Regions from separate parts of the Mus musculus genome. Here regions 1, 2 and 4 are each linked to region 3. Evidence: chromatin contacts called from public HiChIP or PLAC-seq and promoter capture Hi-C data. All regions are on one chromosome and are shown on one strand. Each heading gives the region's core, a stretch centred on a gene start, on an enhancer-like site or on the middle of the called end of the contact. The rest is flanking DNA. Distances are from core to core; before and after follow the strand shown. Region 1 holds the start of Adamts10 (a disintegrin-like and metallopeptidase (reprolysin type) with thrombospondin type 1 motif, 10). Region 2 holds the start of Myo1f (myosin IF). Region 3 holds the start of Zfp952 (zinc finger protein 952). Region 4 overlaps Hnrnpm (heterogeneous nuclear ribonucleoprotein M).

Region 1 (2,700 bases), core at 11-2,510, 530 kb after region 3:
GTGGAGGCCAGGGGTGGGTATGGGTTCTAGGGATTGCAGTATGTAAAAGTTAACAGCCCCTCTGGTCTGGCAGGGTGTCCAGAGAAGTTGGGTCCGGGCAGGAGGGTTCGGGCACCATAGGAATTTTTCGTACAGTGCATGAGCCCTTAACATGCCATTTCCAAGTTCAAGACTAAGTTCAACGTAGAGACAGAGAACTACCTGTATCCCTAGCTGAACTCAGAACAGAGGGAATGTTTGTGGTTGAAACTCTCCTGCTCCCTCCCACAACCACCCCTCTTCCTCCCCTGCTCCCTACAAAGGCTGTCATTACCCCATTTCTAAGGATAAGAAAACCTAGAATCAGAGTCGGTCAAGGCCAAGGCCAAAGCCCACTGTGGGGGCCAATCTTGGAATTCTGAGACCAGGGGTAATGGTGTAGAACACTCCCACAATCAGGCCTGGATTGAAGCTGGTTGGAATCCCAGCTTTGCTCCACTGCACTGGTCATCTCCTGCATGTACAAACTCCTCGTAGATTTAAACACTGTGTCCCAAAGATGATCATGACGCCCCCCTGGCTGGACTTAGTTTTCACATCTGTAAAATGGAACTGACTAGGTCCTCTTCACTGCTAGAGAGTTAAAGCAAGTGAACTCAAAAGCAGAGCCAAAGCAGATCAAAGCCCCCGGACCGGAGCTTTGTGAAGGCTGGGACCCAACTCAGATTTATTCACTCAGCCTCGGGCACCATGCCTGGCACACGGAGAGGCGCCCAATAAATGTTTGCTTGAGCAAGGACCAGCCCTCAATAAATAACAGCTGTTGTTGACTCGGCTAACGGAGGCAAGGCACTGGGCTCTCCCCTTGTCTCAACCCCCTCGCTAGCCCCCAACTCAATTTTGCCCCTTTCTCCAGGACCCCCATCTCCTCCACCTCTTTCTATTCAAACTTTCCTCCCTCACAATTTCCCGCCTAACCCCTCCTTTCCGTCCTCCCCCCCATCCCCCTACTGTGTGCGTCCACTCCTCCCCCACTCTCCACCTCTGTCCCTTCACACCCCCTGCCTTCTTCTATCTCCGCCCCCAGCCTCCCCTCTCCCGTACCCCCCCCCCCAACCTTCTCCAACTCCCATCCCAAATTCCTCCTCAGCATCTCCACCCACACGGGCGCCCTTCGCGAGGCGGGGTAATCCGGGCTCCGGGGTCCTTGGCTTGGGTCCAGCCTGAGGCCCTGGGCGGCGGCGGCGGCGGAAGCAGCAGCAGCGGCGGGCGGGGTTTGGGTTTTTTTTTTTGGTTTTTCTTTTTTTTTAATAACCCTGGCAGGCTGCTCAGGAAGTGAGTGCCTTCCCGCGCCCCCTCCCCCGGCCACGCCACCGGGCGCTTGCTCCCTCCCTTCCTGTGCGCCGGGCGGTGAGTCTGTGCGTCTACAGCGGACCGAAGGCTCCAGGCACGCAGGTACTGGCGATCTGGGGACCCAGTTGGGCGGCGCAGTCACCGGAATGCAGTGATTATAAGTGACTTTGTGTGTCTCGGGGACAAGATGTGCTGGACGGATCCCGTTGTGCGAGTGCTGTGTTGGTGCCGAATGTCCCTAAGTGTTGCAGATACAGACTGCCTGTTTGGGTTGGCTCAGGTTTGGGGCGGGGGTCGAGGTCAGCCACGTATCCAAATGGTTGTGCTTCTGCGGATTGTATGACCTTATGGCTTTCAGCATCTGGGAGCGACTGTGTGGGCAGACTGTTGAGGTGTGTTGAGTGTTTGCCTAAGTGAGGGTAAGAAAAATGCCTCTCGTGCATGTAAATGCCAAGTGTGTCTGTCTCTGAATATTTGCGTTTCTCAGGAGTGTTATTAGTGGAAATGCCTGCATGCATATGTGTCTGAGTTTGTAGAATTTCTTAGTTCCCCCTGCTATGAATGTGTAAACTTGTGCATGTGTGTGTGTTAACTTTCTGTGTTAAATGAGCGTGTATAGGCTGCTAGGCTTGTGGCTTGTCTTGGACTGTGTAACTGTGCACATAGGCCTGTTTGTCTGGGTTTATGGGCTGTCTGGGTGTCCATGTGGAAATATGTGTTTCTGTATACATAGGTGTGGAGGTATGTAGTTGTGTGTGTTTGGGTTTAGTGAACCAGGCCTTCCTGCTATTCAAGTGTGGGTTGCCCTATAGAGTGTGATTGTGTTTGTTTGTGTGTCTGCCTGTGAGAGTGGAGCTGGGGCTGCTACTTCCCCTCAGATGGTCATCTATGCCACAGAACTCTGAAGCAAGGAGCCTCCCTACCAGGGGGAGACACACTTTAATTAACAGCTGGTTGGTGGTAATGGGAGTGGTGACCTGTGCAGCCCCTCCCCTTAGGCCTCCCCTCTGGCTGGTCCTTTTGTCTGTGTGCTCACAGCAGCCAGGCCAGATGTGCAGCGCCTGGAGGAAGCCTGCTGCCTCAGGCTGATGGCTGCCTATGCCTGGCCAAAGAAGCTCTGTCCTCCACTGAGAAGCCTCCACCTCTTTAGCTGGGTTTCCCGCACAGCCTACAAAAGTCTAGGTGTGGAGTGCTGGTCCCTATAGGATCCCCAGGATGTGATGGAGCCACACACATTCCCGGGAGGCTTTTCCCTCTTCCAGCACTTGTGCCCTTCCCCCAGGCTAGTGGCCTCCCTGCAGCCTGCCAGAGGAGGGGCCTGGGGGACAGGGGCCAAGCCTAGGTACACACACACACACACACACACAC
Region 2 (2,700 bases), core at 3-2,502, 560 kb after region 3:
CTGGTCTTCCAAAGACCAAGTACTGAGCTAACGTATGGTAGGCCCTACATGTGCTGGCTGCTGCTGATAGAGCCAAGTCAGGAAAACAGCAAGGCTGTAAGTGTGAAAACCCAGATTGGGCCAGGAATGGTGTGTACATCTTTGGGCCCCACAATCCAGAGGCAGGAGGATCTCTGAGTTTGAGACCAAATTTGCTACTTACAAACTCCAGACAAGTCAAAATTATACAGTGGAAACCCTATCTCAAAAACAAAAACCACAACAATATCCAGATTTGGGGTGGAGTGACAGTGGGAGGTGCTTGCTGGATAGAAGGCTCAACTGGATAGAAGATTACTTCCTGTAATTTCAGAGGACCACAGTTCAATTCCAAGCACCCATATCAGGTGGTTAACAGATGTAAACTCCCAGAGATCCAGTGCCTCCTGGGTTCCAAAGGTCTCGGTCTCTGTCTCTGTCTCTCTGTCTCTGTCTCTGTTTCTCTCTGTGTCTCTCTCTTTCTCTTTCTCTCTCTCTCTCTCTCTCTCTCTCTCTCTCTCTCTCTCTCTCTCTCTCTCTCAAGGCCAATAGCTCACTTTTCACAACAAGCATCAGGGCATGAGTTTGAATCCCCAGACCCCACATAAAGCCAGATAAAGGTAACAAATATCTGAGACATGGAGATAGGAGGTGGAGACAAGAGAATCCAGGAAGCTTGCAGACTAGCCTGATTTCCACAGTAGGAAAACAACAGTGATGCCTATTTCAAGGAGAAGGGTGAGAACTGGCACTCACCTAAGGTTGTCTTCTGACCTCCCTCCACACATTCATATGCACCCATATAGAAACGCACACAAAGAGAAATACAGACATTAAAGGGAAATAAGTCTTGTGGTGTCTTCTACTCCAGTTAAACTTCCCTTACTAACAGACCTGGCTTTGGAGGAACAGTCTACAGGGAGGACCATAAAGGGTTTCCATGGGAACTCTGAGCAGACACACATCTGAAATGGTACTTCCTTCCCCTGATTCTGAAGAGAACTAAGCGGCCAGTCCTGCAGTCAGCTGATTTGGGTGCTTTTTGCTGTAACTCTTTTCTTGAGGTAGATGATGGATAAAGGACTTTCTCTAGTCTGGCAGTGACTGCCCGCCAACTTTGACCTATCCCTTCAGGGTAAGCTCCAAACGGTTCCCTCAGCCCTGTCATTGCTGCTAGAGCTCAGAGCACTGTCCCCGCCCTCAGCTTCCCTCCCCTGTGGTCATGAGCCCTCCCGCAAAGGAAGTAAAAGAGGGGCTGTTACAAGAGGAACTAGGGCCAAGAGCCTGTGAAGGAGGAGAGCCATGCCAGAGCCACCCCCTAGAACCCTCTGAGCCTGCACCCCTGTCATTACCCACAGGAGCCTACATACCATCCCTCACCATGGTAAGTTGTTCAAGGTGGGATCTGGGAGTGGTAACCTGGTAGCACCCTCAAAACTTGGGGCAATGGTTATGAGAACCACAGAGCCTTCAGAGACAGAGTTCCATAGGACAGCACAGAGCACCCCATGTCCCTCACCAAGAATCAAGCTCCAATCTGCATCTGCCAGGCTGGGTATGAGGACCAATACTGCAACATAAATAGGAAAGAAAGTGTCCCTGAAGGAATTACACAGTCGTCAGGAAGAGAACATGTCCCTTTTCAGGGGCTTAGAGAACTAGGTTATCAACTCATCTCAGAACTAGTCTTCCCCTGCAGTTTGAAACAAGCTCTTCCCTCTCTTAGCCTCTGTTTCTAGAACTCTTATTTAGAAGTTGGTCTGGAGAAAGGAGTGTTTGAGGGGTGTAGGGCTTTTCTTGGGAACATTCATCAGAGGGATCTGTAGGTTTGGCCACTCTCATGGGGTGGGATAACAGTGCAAGTGATCCTAGGTGGTTTGACTATAACAATCACAGGGGCAGATGATAGCTCAGTGCGGGTGCTTGGCTAGTGTGCTCAAGATCCTGGGTATCATCTCTAGCACTGAAAATAAGTCATCATCATCCTCATTTAACTTCCAGGACCAGTTAATTTTACTAAGGAGGAGTTGGAGATGTGGGTGTGCGGCAGAAGATAGCAAAGGATGAAAAGGAGGGGGAAGAGAGAGCTAGGAGAAGAAAAGGAAAAATAGGAATGGAGATAAGGAATAGAAAGAAGAGGAGAGGGAGGGGATGGGGGTTTTCATAGGGGAAACCAAGAAAGGGGATAACATTTGAAATGTAAATAAAGAAAATACCTAATGAAAGAAAGAAAGGAAGGAAGGAAGGAAGGAAGGAAGGAAGGAAGGAAGGAAGGAAGGAAGGAAGAAAAAAAGAGGAGGAGATGGAGGACTAGGTGGAGAAAGGATAGAGGAAAGGTATACAAAGGAGAGACCGTTCTCCCTACTACCCAAGGATGGCAGTGGAGACGCTGCAGACAGAGATGTCACTACAAGTTCAAGTTGAAGTCTGTTGATGATGAGAAGGCTGGAGAATGATCAGCACCATGCATGGGTCTAGACTTAGCAGCATCATGGCACATACAATAAAAGCCAGTAGTGATTACACAAATCACCCCATGGCTCCACAAACCCACAGTTCACTTCAGCTTTCAATTTTTGTCATTCTGTCAATGAGAACAAGGGCATGTTCTTAGGAAAAGAATAGTTGTTGGGGTTCTTGGAGGTTATAGCAAACAGGACTGGAGTGGAGGCAGGGAGGTGA
Region 3 (2,764 bases), core at 201-2,700:
CTGTTGTTTCACATGCTTCTTGCTTGTCTGATAACCAGTAAAGAATATATAAAAAAAAAAAAAAAAAAAGAAGTTGCCTGTTAAGGAAACTAAGGTACACACGCCATAAATCTATACACTGATTGCCTGTCATGACCTAACTGATTACATGCAGCTTGCCCACCCCTTTGCACCCTTATCATTTTGAGTTACAGGCCAAATGTCCAGGATTTCAAGGACATTGAAACTGGGTGGCCCCAGATAAGGCCCAGTCGCCAATGTGCATCACCTTCCTGACTGACTGCTCCCAGTCAGGGGCAGAGCCACAATGGAAACTCCTTTGTTCAACCCATTGTGTCAAAATATGAGTGGACGGGCTGGAGAGATGGCTCAGCGGTTAAGAGCACTGACTGCTCTTCTGAAGATCCTGAGTTCAATTCCCAGCAACCGCATGGTGGCTCACAACCATCCGTAAGGAGATCTGGCGCCCTCTTCTGGAATGTCTGAAGACAGCTACAATGTACTTACATGTAATAAATAAATCTTTAAAAAAAAATATGAGTGGACAATGCTACAGCCCACCCGGCTTCCCCCTGAACTTGTGGTTTCATCCTTTAATATGCTATACTATTTCCCTTCAGGTATGCAGTAGAGATCCCGAGCTGGCTACCTCTCTGTGTACTCAGAGAATAAAACTTTCATTTTAAGCTGCTGTCTTTGAAATCAATTTTCTTGGCTTCTCCCCGAACCTAACAGATCCACTGTGAAGCTCTTGGTCCAAAATCAGTGTTGATCTGGGAGGCTGAGACCATTTTACATTCCTGAATATAGAGGATTTCCTTGGGCAAAGAAACCTTTTTGGCTGACGTCCAAAGGCTGCTTTTCAGACCTGTTGAATCCTTTGTAGAAAACTTCGGGTGTGCAATTCCATTTTTCTCCAGACAATTTATAGTTGAATTCATTGTTGATATGTTTTAATTTTCTTGGCAGAAAACGGGTATATTGAAACACAAGGTTTGCGAAAGCTTTAGCTTAACCTCCCCAAATCTTGAGCTTGCATGTCAGGTCCTCTTTTTTTCCCTATGCCCCCAGATTGACATAGGGACTCTTCCTAAGGAAAAGTCTTGGGTTTTCTCCTTGGGGTACTGACACTAGAGGCTCCACTGTAAAGCTGTAGCATTAGTTCTTTAGGGGATAGGGTGTGTAGTTGGAAAACGCATGCACTAAGAATCCTGCTGAATGTTTCCTTAAATGCCACAAAACTTCAGGTTGCGCCAGGTTTGTTCTAGTGAAGAGCAAGCTAAAAGGGTCATGAGTGACAACTGTGATTTTAGCTGCAGCGGTACTCAGAAAGGCTGATTTCTTTTTAATTAAGCTCGTAGGAGGCAGGGGGAGTTATTCACCAATCAACGGCGCTGTTATTCCCCTGTCCAATAAGAAGCGCAGATAATCGAAGGGTTCCTCACTTGCTACCATCTTGAAGCCGGTGCAGCTGCGGGAAGAGTCGTGTCAACTCTTCTTCGGTTACTGTCACTTCTTCTAATTTCAGGCTCCTTGGAGAGGACACAGTATGCATCAAAAGCAGAGAATGGTGAGTGTGTCACGGGCTCCTGGCTTCGAGGATGGCAGATCTGTGACACTGCCAGGAGACCAGGGTCCAGTTCTGTCCCTTCACTACGAAACGGGTTTCATGCCAGTCCTTTCAGTGTGGGTCCATGCCTCGAACTTACACCTCTGCAGAATTTGCAGCGCTGGTAGATTGGTGATGCTGAACGCAAACTGCGTTTTGAACGACAGAGGGTGTGTGAGCGCTGTTGCGGGTCTTTCTGCCCTTGCACTTTCGTTTGCCCTGCTGTAGTTTTCCTCCGTGATCACGGTGTGTTTTTCTTTCGTTTTCTTTATTTTTTTCAGCTGTTGGGGGTCCCCCCAAAACAAAACACAAGCAGGCACAAGAGTCCAGCAAAGCAAGATCTTTATTTTAATTAAGCAGAAAAACCTGACCGGTCAGGGACAATAGCATAGACCCCGTCCCGGAAGGAAAATTGCACAGCATATTTCGGATGAGACCTCAGAGCAAAGGGGAGTGGAGTGAGTGGGCTGTAGCGTTGTCCAGCCGTATTTTGACATAAGGGGTTGGGCAAGGGAGTCGCCAATGTGATTTTGATGACTCCTGCGGCTTGTCACAGGAAAGGGGTAAAGGAATCATTGGTGATGAAGCCTCCCCTGGGCCACCTGGTTTCAAGGCTTTTTTCTCAGAATCTTGGTGGTCAGGCCTCATCCTGGACATTTGGTGAGTAACTCAAAATGATGAGGGGCAAAGGAGCTGGTTCCTGGGCCTGGGAACACGGACTCAGTTTGTTTCTGTCAGCAGGATAGTGAAGCTGTCCTTGAGATGCGTGGATTCAGACAACTGTCTCCTTACAGTAGGGCCAGTTGAACCCGAGGCTTTATTTATGTTAGGCAAAGGCTCCTTGTTGTGTAGAGGGCATTTTTCTCCATTGGAAATCTATTTCAACCTCGCTTTTGAGCTCTCTTTTGAATAATAATGCTGGTCAAAATAGTTAAAAGTGGAAATATGGAAAAATGGGGGGAAAGCCTGAGGGAAGGGATTCATGTAGCTGTAATTTGGTTTTCCTTGGTGGGTTTCTCCGAACAGAAAGAATTAGGAGAGTTCGTCAATTAGTCTTTAATTGGAATACAGTTCTTGGAAGAAATATTAAATCTTTGGTGTTTTTGCCTTCAACTACTTGTTCTATGTAGATAGTAATCTCTGACCATCAAGAAA
Region 4 (2,777 bases), core at 39-2,538, 670 kb after region 3:
ACAAGAAAATTAACTTCAGTTGAATTTTTAAATAGGACTGCAAAACTGGGCCTTAACTCTGCTATTTATTGCCTCTCTTCTTAAATGGAACAGAATAAGTCTCCTCACATTTAACAAGCTTTCCCCCTCATACTTAAAAAAGTCAGCAGGATGGTGGTGGTACCTGCCTTTAATCTCAGCACAGAGAAGGCAAAGGCAGGTAGATCTCTTGAGCCAAAGGCCCACCAATGCAACACCACTGAGAAACTGTCTTGAAAATCCCAAAAAGTCACTCTCCTTTTAAGTCTTTCCCCCCTTTTAACTTGTGAACCCACTCAGTTCTAAAAGTATTTGTCCTTGCAGAGAATAAAAATATCACCATTTACTCTAGATACAAAAAAAATGTGAAAATATTGATGGTCTATCCATTCTTCCCTTTACCTAAATAAACCCCAATTAAGGACGCGTACCCAGCTACTGCCTCTGTAGCATCAGAAAGCCTTAGGAAACAAGACCCTAATAGGACTGAGGTGAATCCTGAAGCCACAAATGCAGTGGTCACAAGAACAAAGTAGAAGGCCTACTTAAAATGAAAACAAGCTATCTACCATAAGTCTAACTTAAATTACTCGTATAACAGTGATACAATCAATATAAAGTGTTTTGTACATTTTTCTAATTTGTTTTCATTTTATTTAAAATTAAATGCACACTATTTTCACATTATTTCCGTCCCTCCCTATTTTTCTATTTTAGAGAATGTTCCCATTTACTTACATTTGCTACAAATACTGTGCTTCCAAGTCTTCCAGCCTGTAATGCATGGATAATCTCATTTGGGATGTTAGGATTATTTAGGATACTGGGTGGGATATTAATCATTCCTGGGCCACCTGGTCCCATACCCATCCCACCAGTCGTAGCCATCACCTTTTGCATTGCTCTCCTTGCATGTTCACCATCAGGATCCTGAAAAAAGCATAAAGCGTTACAGCTAGAAGTAGGTCAGAAGTAGGCTTGCAGAAACTAGTGGAACTGCTGCCTTCACCACTACAGAGGCTCTCGTCTGCTGAGGTGCAGCTCAGTGATAGAGTTTCTGCCTAGTATTCCTAAGTACAATCCCTACCCCCAATCATTAAACAAATAAAATAAAAAAGGCTCCCAGTAAAGCACAGTAGCAGTGGTGGTAAAGGTCTGTAACCTTAATTCTCAGGATTGCTACAGCAGCTCAAGGTCAAAGCTGAAGTAAAAAGCTTCAGGGAGGGCTCTGTCACAGTCCAGTCTGGTACCTCTTGCTGTGTACTCGAAGTCTGTCTTTGGATACGACTTAGAGTGGCAGACCTTATCATACGGCACAGTATACACCAGCCACTCCCATTACCAACACCAAAAAAAGCAAACAAAAATCTGCAGACCAACAGACAGTTTGAAAGGTATTTCTCTAATTATTAACAAATGAAATAAACCACAGCAACAAGAAGAGTTCTAGGAAGAGCAACAGTTCAGAAACAAAAAGCATAAAACTAAAAATCTAAAAACAATCTTCAATTTTAACTAAAATGAACGGGTAAGGGATAAAGGATTGGCTGACCAGAGTTAAAAATGCCAGATTGAAACAAGATCTTCATGGGCATGACTCTTACTAATTAGTGTTACTTATGTAAAACTCATCAATGATTTTTCACAAAGTCTTAAATCATCATTCTATAATCCAAGGTTCCCTAAACCCTTCAAGGGCACCAGTGTTGGCATTCAAGTACAGTCAATGCTGTGTATCAGTACCTGAACAGACTTATGGAAATTTGATGCTGGCATGACTATCTATCTTACTCTTATCTGTGTCTATGTGTCCATATAGAGGTATACAGCACATGTACGTGCACTGTGTATTTCCTGCTTGAGTGCTGGAAATCAAATGCAGATCCTCTCTGGAAAAGCAAAAAGCACTCCCAACCACTGAGCCATCTTTACAGCGTGACCCAATTCCTGAAGCCTGCCTCTTCAATTTACCATTAACACGTAAGAACTGACTTATACCTGACCATGCTTTCCTCAGAGTCTCAAATATGCTGTATTCTTCCAAAAGGAAAAGGTCTAAAAGAGCTGCCTTTAATCTACACACTCAGGCAGCTAAGGCAGGAGGATCATGAGTTATAAATTACCCTGGGATACACAGCAAAGAACTAATTTCAGATATTTTAACACTGTTCCCCAAATACACACACAGTCAAGGAGGCAAATAATATTTGGCAGTTAATAAAATATCCTTCTATAGAAAAAAAAAGTATAGTGGCAATCTTGTAGGCACAAAGCCCTGGGTTCAATCTTTTCCGCCACCACCACAAAAACAAACAATGAAACAAATAAAAACCCCATGGTTTGGATTTAATAAAGATGAATACATTCATTTTATAAAATTCAAAGAGGGATAAGATGGCTCAGCAGGTAAATAAATAAGCATTAATACCCGAGCTCAGATCCTCAGTCACCCAAGGGGGGAAAAAAAAAAAGCTGGGGTTGTGGGGCACGCACATCTAGGAAGGGAATGGGAAAGCAATCCACTGGCCCACCAGTCTAGCTTCAACAGTGAGGCCAGGTTTAGTGAAAGCACCTATCTCAAAATCTAAGGTAGAGAGACTGAGGAAGAAAAACATTCACTACTAGCATGGCCACCTGTACACACATGTGTACACATAGGTACATACTACATAGACAAAAATAAAGAGGCAGGTGTTCAGTGACACATCACTGCAATCATAACACTTAGGAAGCTGAGACCACCAGAAACAACAACAACA

What was found. Promoter capture Hi-C pulls out the DNA fragments that hold promoters and counts their contacts. HiChIP or PLAC-seq counts read pairs in DNA pulled down with a chosen protein or histone mark.
Region 1: a contact with region 3 is called in an H3K4me3 HiChIP or PLAC-seq map of the 230-238 cell line, with 7 times the contacts expected there. The contact joins the promoter of Adamts10 here to the promoter of Zfp952 in region 3. A contact is called at or near these places in 18 of 39 promoter capture datasets (the 3T3-L1 cell line, 3T3-L1-derived adipocytes, the C10 cell line and 13 more), 3 of 15 datasets of contacts at CTCF or cohesin (the NIH/3T3 cell line, large pre-B cells and pro-B cells), 6 of 484 Hi-C or Micro-C datasets (the HL-1 cell line, the NIH/3T3 cell line, embryonic stem cells and 2 more), 10 of 115 datasets of contacts at active chromatin or transcription factors (the 230-238 cell line, embryonic stem cells, forebrain and 3 more) and 3 of 9 other capture datasets (embryonic stem cells, liver and macrophages).
Region 2: an H3K27ac HiChIP or PLAC-seq map of bone marrow-derived dendritic cells shows a contact between it and region 3, with 5 times the contacts expected there. The contact joins the promoter of Myo1f here to the promoter of Zfp952 in region 3. A contact is called at or near these places in 16 of 39 promoter capture datasets (the 3T3-L1 cell line, the C10 cell line, the HPC-7 cell line and 8 more), 2 of 15 datasets of contacts at CTCF or cohesin (large pre-B cells and pro-B cells), 6 of 484 Hi-C or Micro-C datasets (DN3 thymocytes, embryonic stem cells and reprogramming fibroblasts), 9 of 115 datasets of contacts at active chromatin or transcription factors (T-cell acute lymphoblastic leukemia, acute myeloid leukemia, bone marrow-derived dendritic cells and 5 more) and 2 of 9 other capture datasets (embryonic stem cells and macrophages).
Region 4: a promoter capture Hi-C map of liver shows a contact between it and region 3, with 3 times the contacts expected there. The contact joins the enhancer-like site here to the promoter of Zfp952 in region 3. A contact is called at or near these places in 13 of 39 promoter capture datasets (the 3T3-L1 cell line, 3T3-L1-derived adipocytes, the C10 cell line and 7 more), 1 of 115 datasets of contacts at active chromatin or transcription factors (large pre-B cells) and 1 of 9 other capture datasets (macrophages).

The regions. Positions count from the first base shown.
Region 1 is chr17:33,522,825-33,525,524 of GRCm38.p6, forward strand. It overlaps Adamts10 (a disintegrin-like and metallopeptidase (reprolysin type) with thrombospondin type 1 motif, 10), which reads left to right and starts at 1,261. Exons shown (of 25, transcript NM_172619.4): 1 at 1,261-1,434.
Region 2 is chr17:33,554,455-33,557,154 of GRCm38.p6, forward strand. Myo1f (myosin IF) reads left to right here and starts at 1,253. Exons shown (of 28, transcript NM_053214.2): 1 at 1,253-1,402. The coding sequence starts at 1,400.
Region 3 is chr17:32,991,689-32,994,452 of GRCm38.p6, forward strand. Zfp952 (zinc finger protein 952) reads left to right here and starts at 1,451. Exons shown (of 4, transcript NM_001045559.1): 1 at 1,451-1,570. The coding sequence starts at 1,550.
Region 4 is chr17:33,665,738-33,668,514 of GRCm38.p6, forward strand. It overlaps Hnrnpm (heterogeneous nuclear ribonucleoprotein M), which reads right to left. Exons shown (of 16, transcript NM_029804.3): 6 at 757-948. Among named protein-coding and RNA genes, the nearest start is that of Hnrnpm, 18 kb to the right of the region's middle. Within about 2 kb of position 1,289, at least 4 of the 459 cell types and tissues checked have an H3K27ac peak or open chromatin away from gene starts, as enhancers often do. A contact at or near this core is called in liver, where this site is marked.